Linked DNA regions of Capsicum annuum: region 1 is linked to region 2. Evidence: chromatin contacts called from public Hi-C data. All regions are on one chromosome and are shown on one strand. The core of a region is the stretch at or near the end of the contact, and the rest is flanking DNA. Distances in the headings are between cores, read along the strand shown.

Evidence for each region. A called contact is a pair of places that touch in the nucleus more often than the background predicts.
Region 1: a Hi-C map of leaf shows a contact between it and region 2, with 2.5 times the contacts expected there. The contact joins the promoter of LOC107842798 here to the promoter of LOC107842790 in region 2. A contact is called at or near these places in 2 of 5 Hi-C or Micro-C datasets (leaf and placenta).

The regions. Positions count from the first base shown.
Region 1 is chr1:188,905,493-188,910,718 of UCD10Xv1.1, forward strand. It overlaps LOC107842798, which reads right to left and starts at 2,635. Exons shown (of 5, transcript XM_016686828.2): 1 at 2,463-2,635; 2 at 1,248-1,430; 3 at 38-856. The coding sequence starts at 1,250.
Region 2 is chr1:188,623,154-188,628,064 of UCD10Xv1.1, forward strand. It overlaps LOC107842790, which reads right to left and starts at 2,328. Exons shown (of 3, transcript XM_047408291.1): 1 at 2,208-2,328; 2 at 1,911-2,137. The coding sequence starts at 2,052.

The sequences.
Region 1 (5,226 bases), core at 1,385-3,884, 280 kb after region 2:
AAACACTGGATATGGTAAATCTAGCTTGTCTGAATACCTCCGCCAAAGCCTTTTGGGTTTCTTCTGAGATGCGGGGAAGTAGACGAGACATCAGCTCCTGTTGCCTCAATCCAGTGAACAGCTTTTGACCACACACACTCTTTCTGCTTCTCACTTTTCGACATTCTGACCATCTACGGTACTCAGGGGATCCATAAAACTCCCCATAATAAAATGATAAGATGTCACCAGTCCCTTTAGTTTCAACAAACCTCTTAACATGAACAAAATTCTTCTCAAAGATGTACAGACCTAGAACTAAACTTGCTTTTTCAGTAACAGTCCAAGAATCTAGGACAATGCCAGGGACTAAACAATATTGCAGGCCTCTAATTTCTTGTAGTTTCTTTTCAGAAGACAGCTCTGCTGATTCTCCTAGTGTCACCTTATTGAGCAAGATTGTGTCTGATGGCTCATTTTTTACAGTGATATTGTCTGTTTCTGACTGCATGCTGGTTATTCTAGCACTTTCAGGTTCTGAGGTTACACTATCATTGGCTGCATTTATTGAATGAACCAGATCTAACTTTTCATTTTTCATGCTTCCACCTTCCTGATTGACCCACACTAGTGGTATGGGTAATCCCACCATGAAATCCCAGGAAATATCAGCTCTGGTCTCCTGGTCAGCTAGCATTTTATTATATAAAGTGCAGTCTCTCTGCAGAGGTGGAATTTCAACCTGATACTGGTTCCCAATTCGAGTAGGTATCTCTGGCTCTCCAAGAACACCACTCATATCAGAAGACTCAAAAGAAAGCAATTGATCTGCAGACACACCATCCATGGGATCTCCATTCACTTCAAATGAATCCATCTGCAAGAGAAAGTGACTCAAGATTCTATCATGAGATACAACTATAAAGCACAAAATAACTCTTGTGAACATATTAAGTCCAAACTCCAAAGGTTTCTGATGGGGTGGAATCAATAATCTACTCACAATATAATGCTAAGGCAAGCAACAAAACAATAAGAATGCCCGAATTAGCTCATCCAAGTGTGAAAAGAAAATACACTGAAATGGTTGACTTAGTAGGTCCCCCCAAAAAAGAAAAAAAGATAGTTTCTGAACCTCTCTTGTTGCTTGTACAAAATGTACCTTCTGATTAAAGCACTTAGGTAGTTCAATTTTAAGAATGCAATTGGCTTGTAACAGTTTGAGTGGTGTGTAAAGCAAAAGGGACTTTTGAAAGAATACTACTCACCATATATTGCAATGAAACACCAACTCGTCGAGAAATATATAATACCGAGAAGAGTCCTTCAAGAATTCCTTACACAAATATACAAAGAGGTACCTAATTCAGAAAACCAATGAGTTTGATTGTTATCTTTCTTCTTCGTAGTTTTCTGTCAACACTCTGCTGCCCCTTATCCGTCAATTATTGCTTAAAAATCCAAAGAGATAGAAGTATAAGTGTAGACCTAACTAATTTGATAAAATGTCGATGAATGATCAAGTTAAATCAAGTAAAATGTCATTTGAAGAAGGCAGAGGCAAGTCTAATAACCAAATGCAAGATAACTTACAGAACACCGTTTAAAATAACTAAAAACCAAAACTTAATAACCGATTCACTCAGAAATCATCGAAAACTTTTGCATTTAAATTAATATCCAAAAAATGACAGAGGCTAAAAACAAAGAACACCGCGAGAGTAACTCAATTTTCATATAATCTACACCGACAACAAAAGAATCCTTTCGAAAGAAAAACACAAAATAAAAAAAATAAAAATAAAATAAAGATAAACAGAGTGATATGACTATAACATCAAACCCCAGATCCATTTTTCTAACAAAAAACAAGTCCAATATTAGGAAAGAACACAAACACTTCATCTGAGGTAAAACACAAACCTTGAAGCAGCCGTTTACATAAATTTTAAACACAACAAACCCCAAATTTGCAAAAACAGAAGAAAACAAAGAACACACATTCAAAGTATTCTTATCAAAAACCGTAACAGTGAAAGAAAGAAACAAACAAACAAAAGGACAATGTAGAAAAAGTATGAATCTTTATCAAGTCTCCATCACCTTTACTCAAAAAAATTCCCAATGACGATCCTTAAATAAAATCAAAACACCATAACAAGTCCAAAACTTGAACAAAACCCACTACCCAAATCGTGTTTCACAAGCAAAACAAGACATCTAAATACCCACAACACACACGCATAACATAAAACAAGAAAGCAAAAATAATCCAAGAAAAAAAAAATGCTTAGAAGCAAAAAAGGAACGTGAAAGATAAAATGGGTCTGCAAGTTATAGATGTAAAACAAAGAAAACATGAACATAAAAAAACAAGAAAACTATTTTAAGAAACAAACAACAACCAAACAAACATATATTCAAGAACATGATGTGTAAACATGTATATAACATAGAAAAAAGTTTAAAGGATGAAGTTGTACCTATAGAGTATGCTTCATGGAGTTGGGAGTGGGTTGAATTCGAAGAAAGAGAGGGGCAAAATAGAGGAAAAATGTGAGACTATTTTTTCTCTTTTGCATAGAGAGAAATATACGGGGGTGGGTGCGAGGGGTGGGGTTGCGGGGTTAGACAAGGGGCTGGGTGGCTTAAAAATAATATACTTCTACTACTGAGGGGGTTTGGTCCATTTAAAGAAAGAAAATGGATGATAAACCAAACGCGCTGTAACAAAAGGTTGTACGTACTCTAGAGTTTCTTTTATATCTAAAATGAACATAATTGACTTACCATTAAAGAAAGAATTTTCTACCTTTTCTTTTTGGTTCAGTAGAAATTATTTATATCAGCTTAATTAAAAAGGAGGGCAAGAGGCAAAAGGAGAAGGTTTAGATTTACCCTTTTTACTATATTAAAGCATTTTAATTTATCATTTATTATATTTTGCATTTATTTACATCCTTATTAGTAAATCATCTCATATTCACACTTAAGCTTTTACGGAGTTTTAGAGGTAGATCAAATGCGATCTACGTGTTAAAATCGCACAAAATATCAGAACTTATTTGTCCTTTTTTCATTATGATTTAAAATTATCTTCTAGCATACAACGATCAAGGCTTATATTAGAGTTTCATTACAATCAAGAAACACAATACAAAATATACTTACAACAAGGATATATAGTGACTTCAAAGTATAAACAAGAGCATAACTAGGATATTGGGTATAATGTAGAAGTATATTGACCTTCTCCTCAAAAATGAAAAGTTGTTTTTCTTCCTTTTTTTCAAGTTTCTCACTCAATTTTCACTTGAATTTTGCTATAATATGATAGTAATAAATTATAAGTTTTTTCTCATCAAATAAGTGGGAAAAAATGTCAAAATCGAAAATTACATTTATTGCATCGATTAAATTTTAGACTGACTCCATCGACACATATCTTGACATCATTTTTTACTTAGACATCTAAACCAAGAGTTATACCTCCTAGGTTTCAATGTATTTTGTCTACTTTCCTTTTTAGTCTGTTTCTAAAAGAAAGACCCTTTTTTCTTTTTAGCAATTTTTTAGTTTCAACTTTCCTCGTGACATGTGTAAGGCTATAAAATTAAATGATATTTTGCTACATTTCACATATCTTTAAATTAAACCAAAAGATTTAAAAGTCCTTTTTACTTTCTTAAATTTCATGTCAAGTTATAGTGTGTCAAATAAATTAAAACAGATGAAGTACCATTTAAACATTTTTAGTGCGTACCAACTATACAATTTTGGGCGTTTTCGCATACTTGACAAATCGCGTGTTTTTCACATGAAAGAAGCATGTGAAGAGTTGAATTAAACATAATTGTTTTATTTTTATTTCATTCATTCATTCTTCTTCTTCATCGTCGTCGTCTTTATTCTTTTTCTCTTTCTTCTCCACATGATATTCTACCATTAACAGACTTTCAATCAATGCTATTTTATTTACAGAAAAAAATAAAGGTTGCCATCATTCTCTAAGAACATGTCACATTTTTGTATAAAATTGAAATCCGAAAAATACAATTTATATTTTTAAAAAAGAATTTTACCCATAAATGAAAAAGAAAAGCCCCCCACTCCTCTTGTTTATCTTCTTCTTCTATGACCCCCCACTCCCACCCCCCCCCTTGGGGGTTTTCTTTTCTTCTTCTTCGACGACCCCCCCCCCTAACCCAATCTTCTTTTGTCAGCTATTACCCAACCCATGCTTGTAATGATGATGTGAACAAATCAAGAAATTTTTAAAAAAACATAATTTTTTTTAGAGAATTCTCTTATTGTCGGATTTGCATGGAGTAAATTCTAGTATAGCCAGTCAGAGTATTAAAATATATTGTTAAAGTATTGTCATGATAAATATAACAAGAATTGTGATGACATCTATCTCAATCCAACCACAATAGGTAAGTTAGTCTCAATAAGCACAATCAACTCAAAATAATTCAAAATAATAAGGATTGTGATGACACATATCTCAACCCAACCATTATAGGTAAGCCAGACTCAACAAAGACAATCAATTCAAAGTAAAGACAAATAATAAAATACCAATAGAAATAACTAAGAATATCTCTAAGAAATACTCAAGGAAAGTAAACCATACATCATAAGTATCTAAAGACTAAGATGTCATGAGTACAAGAGTGACCATTAAAATAGAATGTCAAAATTGAAATACAAGGTTGTCTAAGAAGTAAATAAGACAGAAATAAAATATCAAAGAAATTAGGACAGTCTTCAAACATAGGAGCTCACTACACTTCGAAAACAACAGCTCAACACGATCAAGGGTCGTGTTGACAACTCACACTAGGATCTACATCAAAAGAATAAAAAAAATAGGAGTGAGTACAACCACTAGTCTTTAGTAGGCATCATAGGATGATCGAGCTCAAACAACATACAATATAAAGAGTACTAAAATAACCCTGCATGAAGAAATATCTCATCAAGTCAATATCAATAAATGCCACAATCATCGCAAACCCAAAAATAATCTAAGAATTATGCAATGCAATGATATGGGATGATGTGTAATGACCAATGCTTACCAGTATATACCCCCTCCAATTGTTCGCTGGAAGGTGGGATCCATGAAGAGTTACAAGGTTCATAGACCCTGCATAAAATCTTACCTCGAATGAGATCAATATCATATATCTCTATCAGAATCTTATCTTAAACCATATCAACATTATATATCTCCATCTGGAA
Region 2 (4,911 bases), core at 1,078-3,577:
ATGTATGGTTTCAAGAAAAGTAGAGGTAGGTCGAAGAAGTATTGGGGAGAGGTGATTTGATTGCACATGACACAACTTGAGCTTACTGAGGACATGACCTAAGATAGGAGGAGGATACATACTAGCGTAGAAGGCTAGTAGGTAGTTGAACATTGTCTCACTAGCCCTTTCATACTAATAGTTGCAATAGTACTCTTGTAGTTGCTTGATCTTCAATTTATGTTACTATATGTTGTTTCTTGTACTTCAATTATAGTATTATTTTGTTGTAATTGTTGTTCCTTTTTTGTTTTTGAATGTTTTGTCGTGCTATTAGTAGTTTGTTTTGGCTTCTTCACTTCTTGCAGTAGTACTCCTGTAGTTTCTTGATCTTCAATTTATGTTACTATATGTTGTTTCTTGTACTTCAATTATAGTATTATTTTGTTGTAATTACTGTTCCTTTTTTGTTTTTTAATGTTTTGTCATGCTATTAGTACTTTATTTTTGCTTCTTCACTTCCGTGTTTGTTTTTTCGAGCTGCTTTGATATGCTTTTCCTTGAGCCAAAGTATATCATAAACAACCTCTCTACCTTTCAAGGTAGGGGTAAGGTCTGCGTACACACAGTGGAATAGCCACATGCTTAAAGAGTGTCAACTGACACCCTAAATGAAGATTGTGGCTCTGGCACAGTGTATACAGTACCCTCCCAAACCCCACTTGTGGGATAGCACTAGGTATATCATTGTTGTTGTAAGCCTTAGCGCACAAAGTTACCTGGTACCTATGCTAGCGAGAGATTGTAGGTATTTATGGAATAGTCAAGGTGCTTTTAAGCTAACCTATACAACTTTTAAAGAAAAATTTTGTGGTCAAATTATGATGTATAAAAGATTCATATAAATGGCCCCAACTATTTTGGTATAGATGCATAGTCGATCGGTTTGATGAATATTGATGCACTAATCATGTTTTTGAGAAAATTACAACTGAATCAACAAGTGAGCATAAGAATTTGATAAGAACATTGGCTTCCTAAACGAGAAACATTTACTCCAGCTACTACCATATTTTTTCAATGTCATCTTCTCAACATCAAAAGGTAGTATAATTCAATACCTGTGATTAACAATTCATATAACAAACCCAGTTTTTGCAGATTCCCTTCTAATAGAAACTAAAGAAAAGGGACAACCACACATTAATTATTCTAAATTTCCTTTTTATGGCAGTGTTTCGTAAACTTGCAGTACGTTGAAAGCAAGCATAAAACTACTAAATTTATGATTACAAAATGAACCAGTACAAATGGAACGAAAATGATCGTGAGAACTCGTATAGTAGTTAAATTGATTAACAAGCTTACACCCTATTGTCCTCCCCCGGTTAGTCTCATGTTTTCCCTTCAGTTTCAGTTCCTAACTCAATCATTTGCCAGAGATGTAATGTACTTCATCTAGAAAAGAATGACCACTTTTTGGAGAGAAACATTTTTTTCTTTCGTTGTAATTAAAATGATATATTTTTTGGATAACCGTAGTGTCCGGACCACTTGTGCACACCTCGTCTAAATCCACGGATACCTGCTATCGCCCATGTAGCGGGCTAACTCTCCCCTTTGGCTTAGATGGGAAGAAGAAATCACCTAGTGTTTTTAACCCGAGACCTCATGGTTCCCGCTTCATTGATCTTATACACAACTCGGGTGCCATTTTTTTAAAATATATTTTGCTACCAAAAGTTGAAATTAAAGTGTAGTAGTTTTTAAAATGTAAAATTTATTTCAAGACTGCCAACCCATTTGGACATAGTAAAAAATGTTTGTGAAATGCAACAAATTTAAAGCAGCTGCAGCATGATAAGACCCAAGTTCCTAAATTGAAACATATGAATTTGATATTATAGAACTAGAAATTCCAAAGGGCATACCGGAAACTGGAGCAACATTATCGGCAGGAGTTTTATTCACCGGCGGGAGTCTCCGGTCAATGGGCTTCTTTAGTTGGGATGACGCTGCATCGACAGTAGAACTTCCGATCCTTCCAGTTGCTCGACGAAATGCCTGACCCATTTTCCTCAAATGATCTCTTTATATACAAATGTTATATGAGAAGTTGGTGTAAGATTTGTTTTTCTTTTTCCTTTTTGGGTTTTATGTGCTTGTTTAATTTTCAGTGAAATTGATTGGGGTAAGATTTGTTTTTCTTTTTCCTTTTTGGGTTTTATGTGCTTGTTTAATTTTCAGTGAAATTGATTGGGGTTTAACGAAAAACTGATCGCAAACTGAACGGAGAAATGGACCATTTGGAAAAAGAAACAAATAGGAAGGTGAGGGCATTTATAGTAGTTTTTTATTTTATTTAATTTAAAATTTTATTAATCAAAATTCAAATAAAATCTGAACATAAATGGACCAACCCATTGAAAAACACAACAAAATTAAAACATCTACTTTATCCTACCGTCCCGGCCCAACCCGGGTTCAAAAGGGTCAACATATCTACTCTGAGTAGGGTTTCCTAAAACATTAAGGTGTCGTTTGATGTGAGTTACTAAAACATATAATCCTGAGATAAAATTAGGATAAATTTTTTGATGTATTATTTGGTTGTCAATATTCGGGATAACTTATTTCGGAACTAATAAATAGTATCGGGATAAGTTATCCCACATATGTGATGGGATAACAATCCCAACACAATTTATCCTTGAGATAAACTATAAAATGACAAAATTACTCCTAAAATTCTTTGATTATCACTTTATATATATATATTACTTTACTTTTTTTTATATAAAATATAAGGTATTTGTATAACGAGATAGGTTAGATTTTAATGCGAATGAATATGAAATTTATCATATGAAGTTTAAATTTTTAGATGAGATCAAAAAATAAATTACAAAATTTTGTGTATAATATTTTGTTGTTTCTACACAAGTTTTTCATCGTTTTTATTTTACTTTTTCTACCAATTTACTCAAATAATTTTATTTAAAAATCCAAAAAAAAAAAAAACTAACTACTACATGATTCATCGTTATATATGTTTTGGAGAAAGTAAGAAATTCAAACTTACAAATAAAGAGAAAAATCATATGAATCAAAGAAATAATTTTTTATGTTGAGTAATGGAGAATCTAGCTAGCTATTATTTAAAAAACGAATCAAAACTATAGATAATAACATTTTTTCAAATGATTTTATTGATATATATATACACTTTACTTTACTACTATATATAAGAGAGAATGTGGAATTTTAGTAGTCCTCGCTAGGGGTGTTCATGGGTCGGTTTGGATCGGTTAGTGTTAAAATCATAACCAAAATCAATTTAGTCGATTTTTTAATTTCTAAAACCAAATCAAACCACAAAAATAAAATAACCGTCGGTTTGGTTCGATTTTTTGATTTTTTCGGTTATTGACTAGCCAACTCCAACCATCTCTAGAATAAACTTCTTTTAACTCATAGAAAAAAGTATTACATTAAATAATTTCTCATGAAATATTTTTACAATGATGGACAAATGACACTATAAACTCTTAAAAATCATAACAAACACATTAAATAAAATCAACATTGAGATGAAAAACACTAGCTTTGTATTGTAGGCACTAAGATTATCCAATAACATACAAACACATACATGTACGTTGTAAAACATAGTTTTGTACTCTGTTGCAGTGTACTGCAAAAAGAGACAAAGTTGAGCAAATTTTAGTAATCTGTTTACTTTATAGACTAGTTAGGTGAGCTAATCATATAGGGAAAAGATTAAATAAACAAGGAGACATAAAACTACCATTTGAACCAGGGATCATGGTAACTCATTTAAAAGATTCTTTTTTTATGTAACTGAAGCATCATATGGATTACAGTTTTCAGTCACCATTCATGTCATCTCTCTTGGGTTATTCACAAACCATATATCAATAAAAATTCAGTAACATTTAATAAAACCCCTCTGCACCATTGCCTAGATAAAGTTACATCTCATGAAACTTTGGGATTTTACTATAGAATAGAATTAGATTTAATCACCGAAAATATTTCACAAAAAATAAAGAGAAAACTACACTACGAAAGCGAGCGTAAACGAGCTATAGGGGGTTAGAAATTAAACAAGAAAATATTGCAATATCAGAGCTAGTCGAGACTCCTTTCAATGCGGTGCGGTGCTGCCTTTCAATGAAGAATAAAAGAAACAGTAGTTGATGTACTACGTATTGTGAAAGCTGAAGTAGAAAAAGTGAGGTAGGGACCGTAGGGTTAACTTATTAGTAATAGTAGATAGAGTTGGGCTTGGATTTGGGGTTTTGGGCAATTGGACTAAAGTATTGGTTGGGCTAGACATAGATTAAAATTTAGTTTAAAAGTAAATTTAATAAAATATTTATATTTTATTTATAAATTATATATAAATAATTATAATATATATATAAAATTTATCGATTCGGTTTAATTACTTTCACGATTTTTTTAACTAAAACCATAACCAAACCAAATAGCATCGGTTTTTAAAATTTAAAACCAAACCTAACTAAACCAAACCAATCATCGATTTTTTTAACCGGTTTGGTTCGGTTCACGATTCGGTTTGGTTTTTAACCAAACCCACGAACACCCCTAGTCCTCGCATCAAATATTTTTTTTAATCATTTTATCCCTAATTTAAATTTTAATTACTCTACAAATTTTCATTCATTTTGATAGATTTGAACAATTATATGAGCTTATTAAATGCTACAAAAGTGATGAGTAATGAAAAAATGATAGTGACACCATAAAAACTATTTATACAATCAAGTTCAAAATTGATGCAAGGATTTATTGTCTTTCTATTTTGTAAAAATATTTATTAATCATATTTTAGATTTTCACTTTTCCTAACAAATTTATCATGGACATAAATTTTCATTTTTCGTA